Regions from separate parts of the Mus musculus genome. Here regions 1, 2, 3, 5 and 6 are each linked to region 4. Evidence: chromatin contacts called from public promoter capture Hi-C data. All regions are on one chromosome and are shown on one strand. Each heading gives the region's core, a stretch centred on a gene start, on an enhancer-like site or on the middle of the called end of the contact. The rest is flanking DNA. Distances are from core to core; before and after follow the strand shown.

The links. Promoter capture Hi-C pulls out the DNA fragments that hold promoters and counts their contacts.
Region 1: a promoter capture Hi-C map of pre-B cells shows a contact between it and region 4, with 2.5 times the contacts expected there. The contact joins the promoter of Arsg here to the promoter of Kcnj2 in region 4.
Region 2: a contact with region 4 is called in a promoter capture Hi-C map of hippocampal neurons, with 12 times the contacts expected there. The contact joins the promoter of Sox9 here to the promoter of Kcnj2 in region 4. A contact is called at or near these places in 2 of 39 promoter capture datasets (embryonic stem cells and hippocampal neurons), 3 of 484 Hi-C or Micro-C datasets (all in embryonic stem cells), 2 of 115 datasets of contacts at active chromatin or transcription factors (astrocytes and embryonic forebrain) and 1 of 9 other capture datasets (embryonic stem cells).
Region 3: a contact with region 4 is called in a promoter capture Hi-C map of hippocampal neurons, with 2.6 times the contacts expected there. The contact joins the promoter of Abca8b here to the promoter of Kcnj2 in region 4. A contact is called at or near these places in 3 of 39 promoter capture datasets (the C10 cell line, hippocampal neurons and stem cell-derived epiblast-like cells).
Region 5: a promoter capture Hi-C map of pre-B cells shows a contact between it and region 4, with 5 times the contacts expected there. The contact joins the promoter of Amz2 here to the promoter of Kcnj2 in region 4. A contact is called at or near these places in 2 of 39 promoter capture datasets (liver and pre-B cells) and 1 of 9 other capture datasets (liver).
Region 6: a promoter capture Hi-C map of embryonic stem cells shows a contact between it and region 4, with 4 times the contacts expected there. The contact joins the promoter of Prkar1a here to the promoter of Kcnj2 in region 4. A contact is called at or near these places in 3 of 39 promoter capture datasets (embryonic stem cells, hippocampal neurons and pre-B cells), 1 of 484 Hi-C or Micro-C datasets (cardiomyocytes) and 2 of 115 datasets of contacts at active chromatin or transcription factors (astrocytes and cardiomyocytes).

Annotation. Positions count from the first base shown.
Region 1 is chr11:109,472,080-109,474,779 of GRCm38.p6, forward strand. Arsg (arylsulfatase G) reads left to right here and starts at 1,295. Exons shown (of 14, transcript NM_028710.3): 1 at 1,295-1,342. Slc16a6 (solute carrier family 16 (monocarboxylic acid transporters), member 6) reads right to left here and starts at 1,519. Exons shown (of 6, transcript NM_001029842.2): 1 at 1,169-1,519. The coding sequence starts at 1,413.
Region 2 is chr11:112,780,938-112,783,637 of GRCm38.p6, forward strand. Sox9 (SRY (sex determining region Y)-box 9) reads left to right here and starts at 1,273. Exons shown (of 3, transcript NM_011448.4): 1 at 1,273-2,078. The coding sequence starts at 1,648. RefSeq lists an enhancer at 1-102, a cis regulatory region at 879-893 and a promoter at 1,095-1,602.
Region 3 is chr11:109,994,557-109,997,392 of GRCm38.p6, forward strand. Abca8b (ATP-binding cassette, sub-family A (ABC1), member 8b) reads right to left here and starts at 1,289. Exons shown (of 39, transcript NM_013851.3): 1 at 1,056-1,289.
Region 4 is chr11:111,064,829-111,067,528 of GRCm38.p6, forward strand. Kcnj2 (potassium inwardly-rectifying channel, subfamily J, member 2) reads left to right here and starts at 1,336. Exons shown (of 2, transcript NM_008425.4): 1 at 1,336-1,506.
Region 5 is chr11:109,424,534-109,427,233 of GRCm38.p6, forward strand. It overlaps Amz2 (archaelysin family metallopeptidase 2), which reads left to right and starts at 1,413. Exons shown (of 9, transcript NM_025275.4): 1 at 1,413-1,497; 2 at 1,953-2,042; 3 at 2,437-2,564. The coding sequence starts at 2,553.
Region 6 is chr11:109,649,631-109,652,330 of GRCm38.p6, forward strand. It overlaps Prkar1a (protein kinase, cAMP dependent regulatory, type I, alpha), which reads left to right and starts at 1,319. Exons shown (of 11, transcript NM_001373913.1): 1 at 1,319-1,443.

The DNA.
Region 1 (2,700 bases), core at 45-2,544, 1.6 Mb before region 4:
AAGGAGTTGTAATGGGTTCCTCAATTCCTACGATCTTCCCCCCTACCCTGTTGTTCGATGACATTTTTACACGCCATCTAACAAACTTCTATCACTTGTCTGCTGCGGTGCAGGGATTGAGAACAACCCAGAAGGAAATTAACCTATTTCCTCTTTAAAATCATTCTCCCCCCACGCCTGGAGCCGTTCAGCTGCACGACACTTTGCTGCCGCTGGTAGCCCGGCGGACCTTGGAAGTTGTGCGGGACCGACCAGCAGGCAGCAAGCGGGTGACAGTGCAGCCCGGCAAGGTGTGGGACCCACGCTCCGAAGGGAAATCTGTCTCTCTCCGGGACCGCCCTGGGGAGGGGGGTAACAGGGATGGAGACCCGAAGTTCCACTTTTCCCTCGTGCTGCCTCAGTGGCCGCCTTGGGTGCGCGCGCGAGCCCGGGGAAGGAAGGTACCTCTCTGACATTTCGCTCTGCTGACGCGCCGGCAACTTCATGAGGAAAATCCAGAGAGGGTCTGAGACGGTCGCCGGACTCGCCTCACAGCCTGGCTCCTTTCACCCCGGGTTGGGGACGATCAAAGGCCAGGGCACCCTTTAAGGTATTTCCTGGAACCCATCTATACTTAGGGTCATGGACATTCAACTCTCAGTTGCCCACAACTGCCCGAGCGCGTCATCCCAGTGGCTCCGAACACTCCCAACTGTCAGAATATTTTTCGGATTAACCTCTTTAAAATGTTAAAAGCTTTCCTCCTCCCCGCCCTTAAAAAAAAAAAAAAGGCCCCAACACATATTAAAAAACAAACAAACAAACACCCATACCCCACAATCAAACTTTTAAGCGTGTAAAATAATAAAACCAACTCACCAAGTTAGAAGGGAAGAGAATAAACCCCAAAAGGCACCCAATAAGGCGGAGGCTGGGCCTCCGGAGCCTTCTTATAAACCGCTCCGTAACATGAGAAAAAGGTTTAACCCCTTAGGGCGTGGGCCAGAGTCTCTATCAAGTTGGCTCCGGGCGGGGAGCCTGGAGTACCCTGGCCCCCAACCCACGCCAGCCTCGGCCACCCGAGCCACACCCTCCCCCCGCCCCCCAACCCTGTCGCCTCCTCCCGGGCCGTGCGTGCCGCCGCCCGCGCCCCGGCCCCGCTTCTCTCTGCCTATCTCTTATCCTATACCGGCTGCAGCCGGTCTCCGCCGGCCTCGGGGGCGCGCCGCCGACCATGTGCTGGGAGCGCCGAGCGCCTGCAAGGAGGGGGCCGGCCTGGTGCGCGCGCGCGGGCCCACGTGGATCGGGGCCGCGCAAGGCACGCGCCCCGCCTGCCGGCTGCCGGGGCTGGGGGTCACGGAAGGTAACCGCGCTGTCATCGCGGGTCGCCCATCCCCGCCGACGCCTCTGGGGTCCTTGGCCCGACGCCCTCATCCCCTCATCCGCGCGTGCCCGTGTGATCCCGGCCCGATCGGACCCCGGCACTTAGCTGCAGTGCGAGCGGGAGCGCGATCGAGCCCGGGGCGACCGAGTGCGCCCCTGCACCCCCTCTCCGAGCGCAGCTCCCGGGTCCGCCCGCGCCCTGAGGATTTGGGGAGCCAGTGAGGAGGCTGGGGAGGGGGGGTTGGGAGGGCAGGGGAGGCGCGCGTTTGGGCTGGTCCCGCGCGTCCCTGGTCCCGGACTGAACAGGTTCCTTCCAGTTTGGGTGTGAGCGGAGCACGCGCGGGATCCCGAGTTCCTCCTCTAGAGACCACTTCCCCCCCAAATTTCGTCAACTCGCGCGCCCCGCCAGTTCCCCTTCCGGGCATGCGGGGGGAAGTGCCGCAATGGGCCCTAAGGAGCCCGCGGCTGGGTTGCTGCCGGTGCACTGTCGTGTTCCCCCGCCTCCCCTCCCCGTGCTGCCTTGTTTGCAGCCGCAGCAGCCACCAGCCGCCAGCATCCGCGCTGCGCGAAAGAGATGGGAGAAGCCTGGCTGAGTCAGCATCTCCGCTTCTCCGTGCGCGCGCACCCGCCTAGGCGGGAGGCGGCGTGAGCACAGGTGCACGGCAGCCTTAACCCCCCCCCCCCCCAGGAGGCTTCTGGGGGGATCGAGACCCCCAAACCTCCAAGCCCCCTGATCCCAAAGGTCACTATGAACTAAATGGATGCTTCCGGAGAAGCCCGAGTTATTCCTGAGGACAGCGCGTGTCTGAGGATTAGGGACTGTTCAGAGCCAGAGGGGGCGCAAAGTTGGTTTCCTGGACTCCATCTCACACCTCTGGAGAAAAACTGGGTACTGCCTCACAGCAAAAGCCCTGTTCCTCTGCATTCCCCCCCCTTCCCCCCTCAGACTTAGGCAACCCACGTCGGTTGATTGTGGCTCAGAGATTGTCTTTCTGATGTTAGAAACTGCAGAGAACCTACTTTGGGAGTGTGCCTGAAGGGTCGCCACCCACCGGGAGGAGCACCGGTTCAAAATTTTAATAAAAACCTTTCCTTGCTCTGTCATTTCCCCCAGGATTTGGGAATGCAGTCACCCAGTGCTGTCAATAGGCTCTGGTGTGGCTAAGTGAGGAGGCAGGTGTATTGGTGCAGAGTGTGTTACTCTGGTCACTGTAGTCCAGCCAGGCTACCACTGAATAATAACTGGCAAATTTGTGGGAATAATTAAACCTTTACCCCATCCCAGACAGGTGTAGTCCACGCTGGCTTCAAACTTATATTTGACCCCCCCCCCCCCAA
Region 2 (2,700 bases), core at 23-2,522, 1.7 Mb after region 4:
AAAAGATAATTCCTCCCTTAGCCAACCTTGCTCTAAGAGTTTGAGTAAACACGCAGCTTCGGCTCCAAGCACTCTTAAAGTGCAACGGACACCTAAGTGGCCTCCCCCAGAACGCCCACCTGTGTGCAGGTCTAAGAGGACGCAACTAAAGTCCAGACGCCTAGAGCTTCGCCCTCTTAGGTATCTGGTAAAAGGAAGGCCCAAGCAAGGGAGCCACAGGGCTCCGCCAAAGTGGCCCGTTTTGTCTGGAGTCTCCAGTCCAAGTCAAGGGCCTTCTCGGCCTCACCGCCCGGCCCTGCCACCTTTGCAAACTTCGCCCTCAACCCCGGAGTAGTTTTGCAAACTCCAGTGGCGAGCCTGACGGTGTTTGTGACTCAGTCAGGAGGCAAGAAGCAGAACTCTAAAGTAATAATCCTGACTACGAGGGGCGTCAGAGTACTGGAGGGGCCGGGAAAGGACTTGTCAGTTCAAGGTCGGCGTGGCCCACGGGACCGGCCGCAAGAGCCGGGGACTGCGCGGTCCCTGCCGCCAGCCTTTGCCTGGTGCTCGGCTTTGGTTTTCATTGATTCCCCACTGCGGGAGCGCAGCAGAAGCTCCAGTCACCACACCAGCTTCGTTGAACCAGAGCGCGTTAATCTATTTATATGGATTATTACAGAGAACAGCGGGCGTTGAGTCACCCAAACATTTGCTTCCAAAAGACCATTTCTAAGCACTTTTTTTGGAAGCCGGCAGACTCCAGGCGCAGAAGCCCAGCTCCGCTTTGACGAGCAGCTGTTGCAATTTCCATTGCTGTAAACGCCAGCGAAGTCCCGGGTACCACGGAGACAGCATCGAAAAGTGGGGGTGGGGGGTTGTGGAGGGTCCTAGTCTAGACACGCTCGCGTGCACGCGCACACACACACACACACACACACATACACACACACACACACACACACACACACACACACACATCGGTTCACACGGAGACCGTTCCAAAACTGTGACATTCCGAGAGTAGAGAGCAAACTTACACACTCGGACGTCCCGGGTCCCCCGCTTGCCCCGCGCCCCCCTCCAAGTCCCCTCACCCCACCATCCACCCTCTGGCTGAGCTCCCCTCCCTTCTCCTCCCCTCCTGTCTCGTCACCCAACCCGGAGCCACAATCCTCCCCAGCCCCCCTTCCAAAATCCGGTCCAATCAGCGACTTGCCAACACTGATGACTCAAGAGCTAGCCGTGATTGGCCCGAGGTATCTAACGTGAAGGAGGAGTATTTATTAGAGACCCTGAGCTGGAAGTCGGAGAGCCGAGAGCGCTGCTCGGAACTGCCTGGAAACTTCTGTGGGAGCGACAACTTTACCAGTTTCAGTCCAGGAACTTTTCTTTGCAAGAGAGACGAGGTGCAAGTGGCCCCGGTTTCGTTCTCTGTTTTCCCTCCCTCCTCCTCCGCTCCGACTCGCCTTCCCCGGGTTTAGAGCCGGCAGCTGAGACCCGCCACCCAGCGCCTCTGCTAAGTGCCCGCCGCCGCAGCCCGGTGACGCGCCAACCTCCCCGGGAGCCGTTCGCTCGGCGTCCGCGTCCGGGCAGCTGAGGGAAGAGGAGCCCCAGCCGCCGCGGCTTCTCGCCTTTCCCGGCCACCCGCCCCCTGCCCCGGGCTCGCGTATGAATCTCCTGGACCCCTTCATGAAGATGACCGACGAGCAGGAGAAGGGCCTGTCTGGCGCCCCCAGCCCCACCATGTCGGAGGACTCGGCTGGTTCGCCCTGTCCCTCGGGCTCCGGCTCGGACACGGAGAACACCCGGCCCCAGGAGAACACCTTCCCCAAGGGCGAGCCGGATCTGAAGAAGGAGAGCGAGGAAGATAAGTTCCCCGTGTGCATCCGCGAGGCGGTCAGCCAGGTGCTGAAGGGCTACGACTGGACGCTGGTGCCCATGCCCGTGCGCGTCAACGGCTCCAGCAAGAACAAGCCACACGTCAAGCGACCCATGAACGCCTTCATGGTGTGGGCGCAGGCTGCGCGCAGGAAGCTGGCAGACCAGTACCCGCATCTGCACAACGCGGAGCTCAGCAAGACTCTGGGCAAGCTCTGGAGGTGAGCGCGCGGGCCGCCAGGGAGGGCTCGGTGGCTAGGGGGGACGCGGGCTGCACTCACCGACCCCGCCCCGCCTCCCTGAGCCGCGGAGTTGTGCATCCTGGGGTCTTTGGTCCAGGATGCAGGGCGGCCGGGGGCGGGGGGAGGGAGTGGCTCAGATTTTGAGAAAGTTCTTGGGATTGCTCTTGGTTATGGCGGGGGGGGGGGGAATGGGGGCGTGAATATGACTGCTTTTAGGAAGGTAGAAAGGAGTGAGGGGGTGTGCCAGCCTGGTCCCTCTGGAAAGGAACAATTAGAGGAAGCAAGCCCACCTTCCTTAGGCCAACTGCGCTCATTCCTGGGGAGATGGAGTGAAGGGAAAGTGTAACTGAGACTAGAGGAGACCCAGGCAAGAATTGGGCAAAGCTACTGAGAACCGGCAGGGGCATGGATCAACAGAGCGAGCTTCTTGCAATTTAAATGGGTTTTCGGAAAGTTTTTACTGCGTGTTGGGAGGGGTGGACCGCTCCGGTAGCAAAGGCGTTTAGAGCAGCCTCAGCAGGGAGCTATTTCCATCTTCAGGGTTTCCAAAATAGGAGGCCAGGGGAGGGGGCGGGGCGAAGAGTGACCGCTCAGGTCGACT
Region 3 (2,836 bases), core at 39-2,538, 1.1 Mb before region 4:
TCAGGTTGGAGTGCCCACTGAGGGGCCGCTAAGGTGCCTCATGAGTTGTTCTCAGTCCGGATAATCCAGAGGGAACAACTTCTGAGGGGACTGTGTAGTCTGTTGGGGTGGCAGAGTTGTCTGAGTAGAGATCTCAATACAGAATCAGGCACAGCCCTGCAGGCAACTGCACTCTTGTCTGCAACTTCTCTGATTTTATTTGTAAATTAAAATCGCCTCCTTGTCTGTCCACTCCTGGTGTGTGTGTTCTGCGATTTGTAAAAATACTGAAGACATGAACCCTCCTTATCTGTGGCATAAATAATATCCAAAATGTTTAAGTGGGGGGGGGGGGGGGAGGAGGAGAAAGGGGAAGGGAGGGAGAGACAGACAGACAGACAGACAGACAGAGACAGAGACAGAGACAGAGACAGAGACAGAGACAGAGACAGAGACAGACAGAGACAGAGGGCGAGAGACTAAGTGTTTCTCCTCCCCTGTTGCCCTGGGAGGCTGACACTTCTGTGCTGAAGGATGAACATTCAAAGTTAGGCTGTGAGACAGGAGAGCCCTGCACATTTCACATTCTCATTTCCCCCACGGTGTCAGAACAGCCAGAGATCCAAGAACAGTCACAGCTTGCTATTCATCAAGTGTTCTGTGAACCCTCTCCGGAAGCAGTCTCAGAAAAGTTAACCCCAGATTGCCAAATTACATCATCAAAGCAAATAACTCCAGAGGCAGTACAAGCTTCCCACTCAATCCTGAAGTGTCTCAGCTTGACAGTCAGTCTGTTGGCCAATTTCAGCTCATTCGCACACTCATTTTATGGCTCAGCAGAACATCATGATATAAAGGTATATATTTTAATTGAATACCTTGCTCTATTTAATATTACACACCAGACACCAAAACATTTCAGAATAGCCCACTGATTTTTAAAAAACCAACTTTGACACAGATGGTTAGCATTCAGCTCATAAAACGGTTCATTTTTTTATTATAACAACAACAATAATAATCCCGATGCCCAAACAAATAAACCTGATAAGGAAAACAAAATCTCAGAAACTTACTTTCGGGAAATGCCAAGCAGGGACTCCAGCCGCACCATTTAATCACGGGCTCTGTTTAGAATAATAAAGTGAGACACCTTCCCCTCCCCCTATTCTCCAGCACCTTTCTAGAGTTTAACTGTTTGCTGTCCGTGAACGCGACTGGTGAAAGCTGCTCTCAGCGGGAGTTTATGATCTCAGCTCTGGGTTGGTCTTGCCAAACACCACGGACACGTGACCGCGCATGGCTGCTCCTCTTTTACCGCTGTGCAGCCAGCCCCCGCAGGGCGGTGCCAGTTATATTTGGTCACCTGGCCATGTGGCTGTATAACGGAGGAAATTCAATATTCCCAAGCTTGCAGGATGCCTAAGCTGGAGAGCAACATTTAATGCGTTGCTTTTAAACTGGAAGGTGGTAAATCAGAGAGCTGTGTTATCGGAGGAAAGCTTTCTCTCCACCCACAGCCCTGGGCTTCTGACTTCTTCACTCAGGATTTTCATTCTTATTTCTCAGTTTTGCTTTCATTTAGTTCTCTGGTGATTTTTTTCCAGTTCCCGCTGAGCTTTAGTCTTGACTGTTGATTTATGGAGTAGGTTTTAGGGTCTTCATTCTAGATACTGGAGACAATTATCTTGTATGTCCCTTCTGCTCCTGGAGGAAAGAGATAGACATCAAGGGTCTTCATCAAGTGCTGTCCATATTTCTGTTATTTTTGCAGCTTGATTGCCATTTGCTTAATAAACACTAATCATGGATTATGAATATGCTATTTTATTATATATTATTTTAATTATATATTACTGTGTACCATGCTATTATTTTTCTGACTGGTGTAACTGTGGCATTATTTACCTTGGGGGTATCCAACAGCTATATAATTGAACACCAAGCCTTCTCAATCAGAAGGAAATTGTGTTTGATATTCTAAACCTAGTCAACTCTCTGTGGATGTAGCGGTCATAGACCCTAGAGGAGAATGTACCACTGCTATTTTTCTTAAGCAATATAATTTCTAACTGCATTTTAAATACTTCTTATGCCTACAGTTGAATGTAGTTCTCATGCTTCTTCAAGAAGCTTCCTTTTGCATCTAACTGAGGCTACTACAAGGATCCATAACTGGTCGCCAAGAGGTACCCAGACCCAACACATTATGTACACCCATAATATAAGTTCAGGGAACATCCTGGAAGAAGGGATGTGAATCAGAGGACTAGGCTATATGGCTGCTGGACAATATCTTCTAGACAGGATTGCTGCTCCCGGGAGGTTGCAACAATATATCTGCCTAAAGGAAACTTACATAATGACAACCACAGCTGACATGCCAACAGGAAGAGGTAAAATTTCTAGGGTCTACTCCTAGATAAAGAGATATAGGCAACCAATGACTGGTGAGGAACGGAGAACCAGTGCTCTCCAGAAAAAAGTCTTGTAGTTCATCCAATCCCAAGTGGTCAGCCCTAAAGACGGGTACATATGAACAATGTTAAAAGACATTAGGGGTGTGTGTGTGTGTATGTGTGTGTATGTGTGTGTACAATAGAAATTAAGATGCCATGAATTTGAGAGGGAATTGAGTAGACACACAGGAAAAATTAGAGGGGAAATTATGTAAATGTAATACATGTATGAAATTCTCACACAATTAAAAAACAAATTCATTATACTGTTTTTTTTTGTTGTTGTTTGTTTGTTTTAGAGACAGGGTTTCTCTATGTATCACCGTAATTTTTATTTTAAAAAGGTTTATTTATTTTATCTTATGTGTTTGGGTGTTTTGGTTGTACGTCTGTGCATG
Region 4 (2,700 bases), core at 86-2,585:
AAGTGCGGATGTGGGACTAGGAGGTGGGTATCCACTCAGCAGCTCAGAACGGCTCCTTTCAACACTCGTACACATAAAAGTGTGCCCTGCTCCTACCACCTAGAACGCGAAATATTTTGTAGAGGTTGTTTGGTGACTCAAGGCAGTCTTTACGGGCTTAAGTTAAAGGTAGGCAGATGCTTTGGGGTGCTTGAAGCATATTCATTAAACCGGACTGCAAAACTCCGTGGAAGATAAAAGACTCCTAAACGCATCATGTCATTTTAAAAGCAAAGCTTCGCTACGATACCAATGTACTCAGAGATAACATGCACCTGCTTTACACACTCAGTGGAGAATTCATTTATAAATTGTCAGGATGCAGGTGCTAACCGAGGCTGGTTTTTGAAGGTCTGCAGTACTCTTGCCTGGTTGCTGGGAAGGAGGACGGGGAGGCGCTGGAGCGAGGGCAGAGCTGAGAGTCTGTAGGAGTTGCTGTTCCAGAGAATTCATTACTCTCTAATTGTTCTGGTTTTACATGAGCAGAGCTTGCCGGGCGGTGGTGGAGAGAAAGATCGAGGGCGAGGGCGGACAAGGCGAAAGGAACCAGCGGCTCCCTCCCTTCCCCCACACATCCCAGAGAAGTCTAGGCGCATTTTTTTTCTTTTTTTTTTTTTTGTAAGTAATTCACCATCATTTGCGAGGAGAAACGGCCCAGTCAGACAAGCAATCGCTAGCACATCTAAATTTTGCAGGGTATTGAGTGCGGGTCCCGGGACCCTTTCCAGGTTTAATTTAAGGATTATCCGCAAGCTGCAGTTGAGTGCTCTGTGGGTTTCCACAGTCTACAGGCTGGAAAAGGGCTGGAGGGAGACGCACCCCAGTGGTTATTTATTCCCTCCCTGCTGTAGACGTCTTTCCCAGGCACTGACACCTCTCGGGCCCTTATACAGGAACACGTACAGCCGGCCTCCACTGTGGAAAGAAACCGGGAAGTGTGGGTCTCACAGAACCCAGTAGGAAGCTTTGCCCAAGGCCAGGCTGCAATTAGGCAGCCGCATGGAGGCTGAGCTTCCCACCTGTTGCTGTACCCTCTGGGCCGCGACTTCCTCCTCCTCAGCCCAGAGCTGGACTCTCAGACCAGGCTAGGCAGCTGGAGGAGGTAGAGGAAGCCACAGCAGGTTCCGAGGCTGGCAGAGCCAGGGTCCGCGGGTGTAGAGATCCTCCTCCTCCTCCTCCTGATGGCGGTTCCCGGGGCGGGGGAAGCGCAGCCACGTGCGCTCCGATTGGCCAACAGTGGGCAGAGGGCGGAGCCAACAAGGCCGGTTATCACAAGGACCGCCTCCAGGCTATCGCAGAGCGCACTGGAGCCCTGGCCAGCGCGCAGCCTTCCCAGCACCGGCAAGCAGTGTCTTGGGAATTCTCACTTGCTTCGGCTCATTCTCTTTCACAAAAACCACTGGATCTTACATGCTTCTGTAATCCCCACTTCCACTCCATGTCCCCATGATCCTGTACCAGCAACAGGTAAGGGCTTCTGTGTTTTCTTCCTGTTCTCTTCTGGGTTGTCTGTGTGTGTCCAGGGCAATGAACTTGCTCCACAGTCCTCTACCCTACAGCTCCGGCTGCTCCGGAGGTGCCCAGTTGTCAGGCTGCTGTTAATGCTTTCCTCCCGCAAGCTTTGGAGTCCCGGCTCATTGCCTATATAGTTTGTGTGCGCACCAGAACATCCTCAGAGCTAAAAATACTGAGACACGCTTGGAAGAGTTGAGCAATAGAAACAGATTTCTCTGCAGCATCTGTTTGTGCTCATAACTTCCAATGCACCAGCTGTAGGGAGATATTGGGTTTAGAGTCAAGCGCGAGCCTGGCGTGGATTCTTCCTCTTATTGCGGGTGAGAGGGAGGAAGAGAAGGAGACTGGGGCTTGATCGGACCAAGAGACTTAGCACTTAATCTAGATCCTTGGTGTTTGGGGAGGGGGAGTCCTTGCTACAGATACAGCACAAAATTCCAGAGTGAGCTTCTCAAGTCTCAAAGTTCCTTTGCTGAGAAAAAAAGGAAAAAAGTAGCAGCCAGAGTTGGATTTTAGCTTCAAGACCGCAAAACTTTCCCATCCGATGTCGGTCTCCCCTAAGTACTTTGCTATTCTTAGTAATAATGGTGTAAATTCCTCATTTGAAGACAGTGTGGTTTAAGGGAAGCAATGATCGAAGCAACTTGATTCAGGGAGGAAAACGACTGCATCATAACTAGTACTCCTATGACAGTTGAGGGAAAAACCAAGTTAGGAAATGGGTAGTCGCACGTCCGTCTGCTTCAGTCTGTCAGTGGAGATTTGGATGAGGTTATCCATTCTAGAGATTTTCACAAACTCCGAAGATACCTGGCAGTAAATAAAGGCATTGCTTGAAAACCTGTTTTGGTTAAGCACAGAAGAGAATTAATATATCTCCTTTAATCATTTGTTGTCTTTTCCTATTAATAATTAATAGGCAGTCGTATTTCCTCTTGGAAACCAGCTCTGTAGGTGCACTGTGAGCTACCATTACACTTGTCTTTCTCTTCTTACCCACATCTAAGGGTTTTATTTTTATTTTCATTACATAGTTGAGTACACACACACACACACACACACACACTCACTTCCCAACGCTCAGGAGAAAAATAGGTTACTTCAAGTATGGTGGGAACAGTGACAGTCAGGGTCAAGGTCATCTCA
Region 5 (2,700 bases), core at 163-2,662, 1.6 Mb before region 4:
TTTGTCTGCAATGATATGGATTAGTTATTCTGAAATTACCCTCAGTGCATATTGTACCACAGAGCAGTTAAATGCAGAAGTAAATTATGAATAGTGGGAGACAGACTTTTCATTAGTATGGAAGGGAGTGCACACAGAAAAATGGAAAGCAGGAACCTTGTGGTGTTAGACTGCAATCAGAGTGATTGGTAGGAATTCCCAGTGTAGGTGTCCTGTGACTACTTAGAAAAAATTGCTTGTTTAGAAGCATGCTCTGGAGTATTTACACTAAAGGGGCATCATGTCTACAGCTGATTAAAAATGTCCCGGGAGAAAAAAATGGTCAGGTTGTTGGGGAGTGACCTCATGGGAGGAGAAAGAGGATCAGAGGGGGTCCTGGGGAAATATAACCGAAGTATGAAAATTTGAAAGAATATACATGTATGTGTCTCTCTCTGTATGTGTGTATACAGTGCTCAGAAGTCAGACACAGGAACATTCTCTGCTACATAGTGAGTTCAAGGCCAGCCTTGACAGGAGACCCTCCCCAAATAAGCCACTTTTGTCAACTTGGTAAGGGCAGTAAGGACAACATATATGAGCCTTGTTATAATAACTGGGCAAGGATAATTAGAGCAGTGTGCACAAGGCAAGAAGAGAGCAAAAAGTTTGGGGGTTGGGTAGGAAGAAGGGTACAGACATGTGGGGTATGCAGTCTTTAACTTCCAAGGATGAGAGGATGTTGATAAAATAGTGGCATCATCCCCTTGTTTGACCTTCCTGGGGCCAGAAGCGCCCAGAGATGCAAAAGGATTGAATAGGTATATGCTGGGGGCGGGGATCAGGAGATCTGGCCCTGGGGTTTCCCCTTCCAGAGTCTCCTGGGGGTCCGAGCTCTAAGCTCTTAGTTCCCCAAGTACCAAAGGCAACCCTATGCCCCACGCCCTAGGATGCAGCCCTGCTTCCTGACAGCGGTGAGGCCGCGACAGTCGGGCAAACCGACTAAGAAGGGAAAGTCCAAGCGGGTGATGTGTCAAGCCGCGGACACGGCTGACTTATTTGGACCCAGTGGTTAAATTACTCAGGCTCAGCCCACGGCAGGTGGTTCCGTGACCCTGCACCGCCCGCGAGGAGCGGGTCGCGGCGCCCCCGTGAGGGCCGACGCGAAACAGCGACGACTGGGGACTGTCCGACACTACATCGCCCCCTTACTACTTTAGTCAACCACACACAGCGTGAGTGTTGTGAAATGGACAGAGGTCACGCCTTCGGGGCGGGGTTACAGCACATGGGCGGGGCCTTTCTGGAGGAGTGGGGCGGGCTCAGTGTTTGGAGGAGGAGCCTTAGGAGGGAAGAGCGCAGATAGGAGGCGGGGCGACGATTGAGGGGCGGGAAGACGGGTCTTGCTAGTGGGCGGTGTGGGCGGGGCATGCGTGAAAGGGTGAGGTGCGTCCGCGCGAGGCGCATGCGTGCTAGGACCACCGTGGCAGCTTGAGGGCGGCCTAGAGGCCTGTCCGGGTGAGGGTGGTATGAGGAACCGTCAGGGCTGGGCAGGGGAGGAGGAGGAAGGTGTTGATCGTTGGGGAGGAGCGGATGTGGTGGGAGGGATGGCTGCGGCGGAAGCAGAGGGGACCTCGGGGGCAGGATGTCTCTTGGGAACAACGCGGGCCTTTCCGGTTGCTCCCTGGGTAGAAGACGCGAACTCTGAGTTCCGGGGAGGCCCCCCACTTTTGACTCAAGCAGAGACTGGGTGGCGTCTGCACCGGCCGTGCAAGTTGCTATGGGCAACCAGCTAGCACGTCTGGCGAGACCCACTTGGCGGGAGATGTTCCGGTTATAGAACCGAAGCATCTTAGGCCCCCGGTCCCTGCAGTGACTGTACGATGGCTCCCTGCACACTTCTTCAGCGACACCATCCACGTTGGACTAGGATGTGGAGGCCTTCTGACTTTCCACTCTGTCTCTTTTATTAGGGTGAAGGCCACACCCCTTTGCCAGACATGCATTGTCCTTAGAAAAACATAAATGGAAAAACAGCAGCTGGAGATTTCTCCTTTATAAAGGTAGGTAGACTGAATGGGGCCATGGTGATTTATTTTTTTTTTCTTTTTAAATTTCATCCTGTAAAAATAAAATCTCAGCCCAGATGTGCAGTACCGAGATGAGCTACACTCAGCGTAGTCTCTAGGATCCTTTCTAGTCAGTGTCACCCTCTTGAGCTCCAGAATTCAGAAGTTCACTGAGCACAGCAGTTAGCTTAAATTTCAAAATCAGTCGTTAATAAACTGAGAAATACAGAGAAACCCTGTCCCACCCCCCAACCCACCCCCAAAACAAAGCAGAACAAAAAACCAGCCAACCAACCAAACAAACAAAAATGGAAAAGGCCCTCAATTAGAAAACACAAACTAAATGGACAGAAACATTCATCTTTTTTTTCTTTTCTCACTCAAAAAGCGTCTGCTTGGTATGAAGGATGAACGTGCCACGTAGGGACTTGATAGGAATGGGGAAAGTCCTGTCACCATGAGTATGGCGTCTCATTGGTCATCTTAGATCTACCCCCGTGTCTTATGGCTGACAAGGTAAGCGTAAGGGGCTGAGATGGATCTTGCCAACCTGCAGTTAAATAACAGAACCATTACTCTTTTCCTTATTGAATATCTTTGAGTGACACTGGAAGGGATGCCGTTGATCCTGTGGACAAAGTGAGTCAGCTCA
Region 6 (2,700 bases), core at 69-2,568, 1.4 Mb before region 4:
GGGTATTCCAAGACAAAGTCAGGCTTAAAAAGGTGAAATTTACAAACACCACTTAACCCAAATATCTTAACTGGGGATCACTGTGAAAATTATGCAGGAGATATTGTAACCTTTTTTGGTACTAAGTGTTAAATCCGTGATATTTTCTACGCACATTGCCCTAGCACATACACGATGAGGCTGTCAACACCTTGCAGCTACTCAGAACCACACACTGCAGGGGCCTATTTTATTTATGTATTTATTTAGGCCCACTTTATTTATTTAATTCATATGCCTAAAATTGTGTCCCTTGCTTTCATTTTCACATACTTAAGGGGAAAGTTGACTGAAGGAATAATGAAGTCGCCTTTTCTCTTGTTTTCTCATGCAGCTCAGATTTCTTGCTTGGTCAATGATTTGATCTGCCCATCTGTCTGTACTGCCCATGACGCAGTCTGGCATAATAGGAGGCTAGGGCATTATCAGGACTCCGGGCTCCTCTTGGAAGTCTCCCTACATCTGGTGCTTCTGTAGGCACGGTAGGGCCTCCATTGATGACAGCTCACTTGTGGAGACAGTAGTCAGATTAGCCAAGCAGAGGCTTGATAGGGGCTCAGATTTCCTGGACCGGATGACAGGCCCGAGTCCGGAACCCCGGGTATTGCGGGGGTCTACACAGGATGCGCGCTCTGTCCATCAGGAGCATCTCAGCATCCGCTTGCGCTCAGCTGTGGTAGATCCGCTAGGGCCTCCTCCTCTTCCAACAGCAGGGATCTCCTTGTCCGCCCAGCGTCCTGTAACCCCATCCCCCTCCCTGCCGTCCCATAGCACCCAGGGCGGAGTCGCCCACCTGTCACCGAATCGTCCCACGTGGGTCTGCGGTAGGAGGGTCGAAGGGAGGGAGAAAAGACAGAGGCGTGGAGGGAGGCAGACGCAAGAGCCACCGAGGAACCGAGGAGAGGCTGAGATCTCCGAACAGCTAAACAATCTAGAGGACCCCCCACCACACCTGGTAAGGAAGGGACAATAAAGGAGACAGAAACGGGTTAGCAGAAAGAGAAGGAAAAAGATGAGAGCGATGAAGGGGCTACGTATACGCGACAAGATAAAGATGGAGAGGTGCCCTGCAAGAGAACGGTTCTAGCTAGATGACGACGGGCTAAGGGTAGGGGGTGGGAGTAGCCGGTGGTGGGCTTGAGGGGGGTGGGGATGGGGTTGGAGGAGGATCCTAGGCGTCTGCGCCTTTAAGGTTGCCAAGGCAACCGCCCTGGCCAGAGCGAGGCGCATTGACGTCAGCAGCCGAACGCTGATTGGCCGCGGTCGGCTGGTTTCCGGTGGAGCCGTCGCCGAGCCGCTATCGCAGAGTGGTAGTGAGGCTGCGAGCTGAGCCCGCTGGACGCTCGGTCACCCCGGCCGCCTCGCCCTGCGTTAGCCCCTGCTCGTGCCGCCGCCCGCCCTCAGGTGAGTGCGGGCCCGAGGCCTGACCGGGGAGTCGCCGGCCGCGGCGCTCCGCTGCGCGTCCCTGAAGGCGCGGGAGCGAGCCAAGATGGCGCCCCGGGGAGCGCGCTGCGGGGGGACGGCCGCACCCCCTGCGCCTCCGAGGCGGCCTCGGGGCCTGTCGCAGGCCTCGCACTGTCCCCCGGGGTCCGCCCTTGCACCGTTCCCCGCGGGGCCGTAGGCCGCCCCTGCCCCCCGCCGTTCCGCCCCCGTCCTGAGTGTCTCCGGGTCCCCGGTCCTGCGCTGCCCTCGGCTCCCCGGCCGCCTCCGCCCCCGCGCGCCGCGGCCTCGGCGCCCGTCCTCCCTCCCCCACTTCCTGAAGGACAAGAGCTCGGTATTTTTTTTTTTTTTTTAAACCGGAATCCGCCATGGCTTTTCGGTCTTAGCCTCGCCACTCGGCTGTAGTCTTCATCTCTGCCCAGTCGTTTCTTCTGCCCTGGCTTCCCCCCTCCTCTTCGCGGGCTCGTCTCCCTCCACCCCTCCGCTCGGTGATTTCAGCCTAGCTCCATTTCCCTTTGTCCCCCTAACACTTCTCGTCCTTTCCAGCCCCCACCACCGCCCACCCCAGCCTCCCCAGGCCTCCCGCTCCGCTCCACTCCACGTCTGCGGCCTCCTGCCTGGTGGGGGATGAGGGGCCGTCTTGCTGCTCTCAGTGATCATGACCGTGGCCTAAGTGAAGTGAAGGGCACTTTCCTGCCCTCCCTCGTGAAAATACGCGGCGCCCGTTAACCCTTAACTCCAGCCCAGAGCGGGTGTGGGGACAGCCGATGACTTGAGGGAGCCAGGATAGATAGGTTTCTTGAGCAGAGAAATGAAGGCTCGCATTTAGATGATGACCCCCACCCCACCCCCCAGGCTGTGTTAGTGTTACTTGGCATCCTTTAGATGTGGGCCCTGTCAGCAACAGGCTCCCAAAGGCGGTTTAAATATGTCCTCCAGTATAGTCCTTCTGAAAGCAAGAGTGTCATCAGAACCGAATTTCCTCAAGAATCCCCCTTCTTACGAATACTCGATGCAGTGATGATGGTTTTAGTGTTTGTTTTGGAGAGAAGCTAAGTTGTGGGGTTTTTAAAAAGTAAATACAAACGTGGAACCAAGACATACCCGATTAAAAATCCTAAGGCCATAAAATTAGATTATTTGGCGTTTCACATGATGACTGGTGTTTGTATTTTCTTTACCAGTGCCTGCCTTTTGGTCTTTGTAATGCATACACCATTT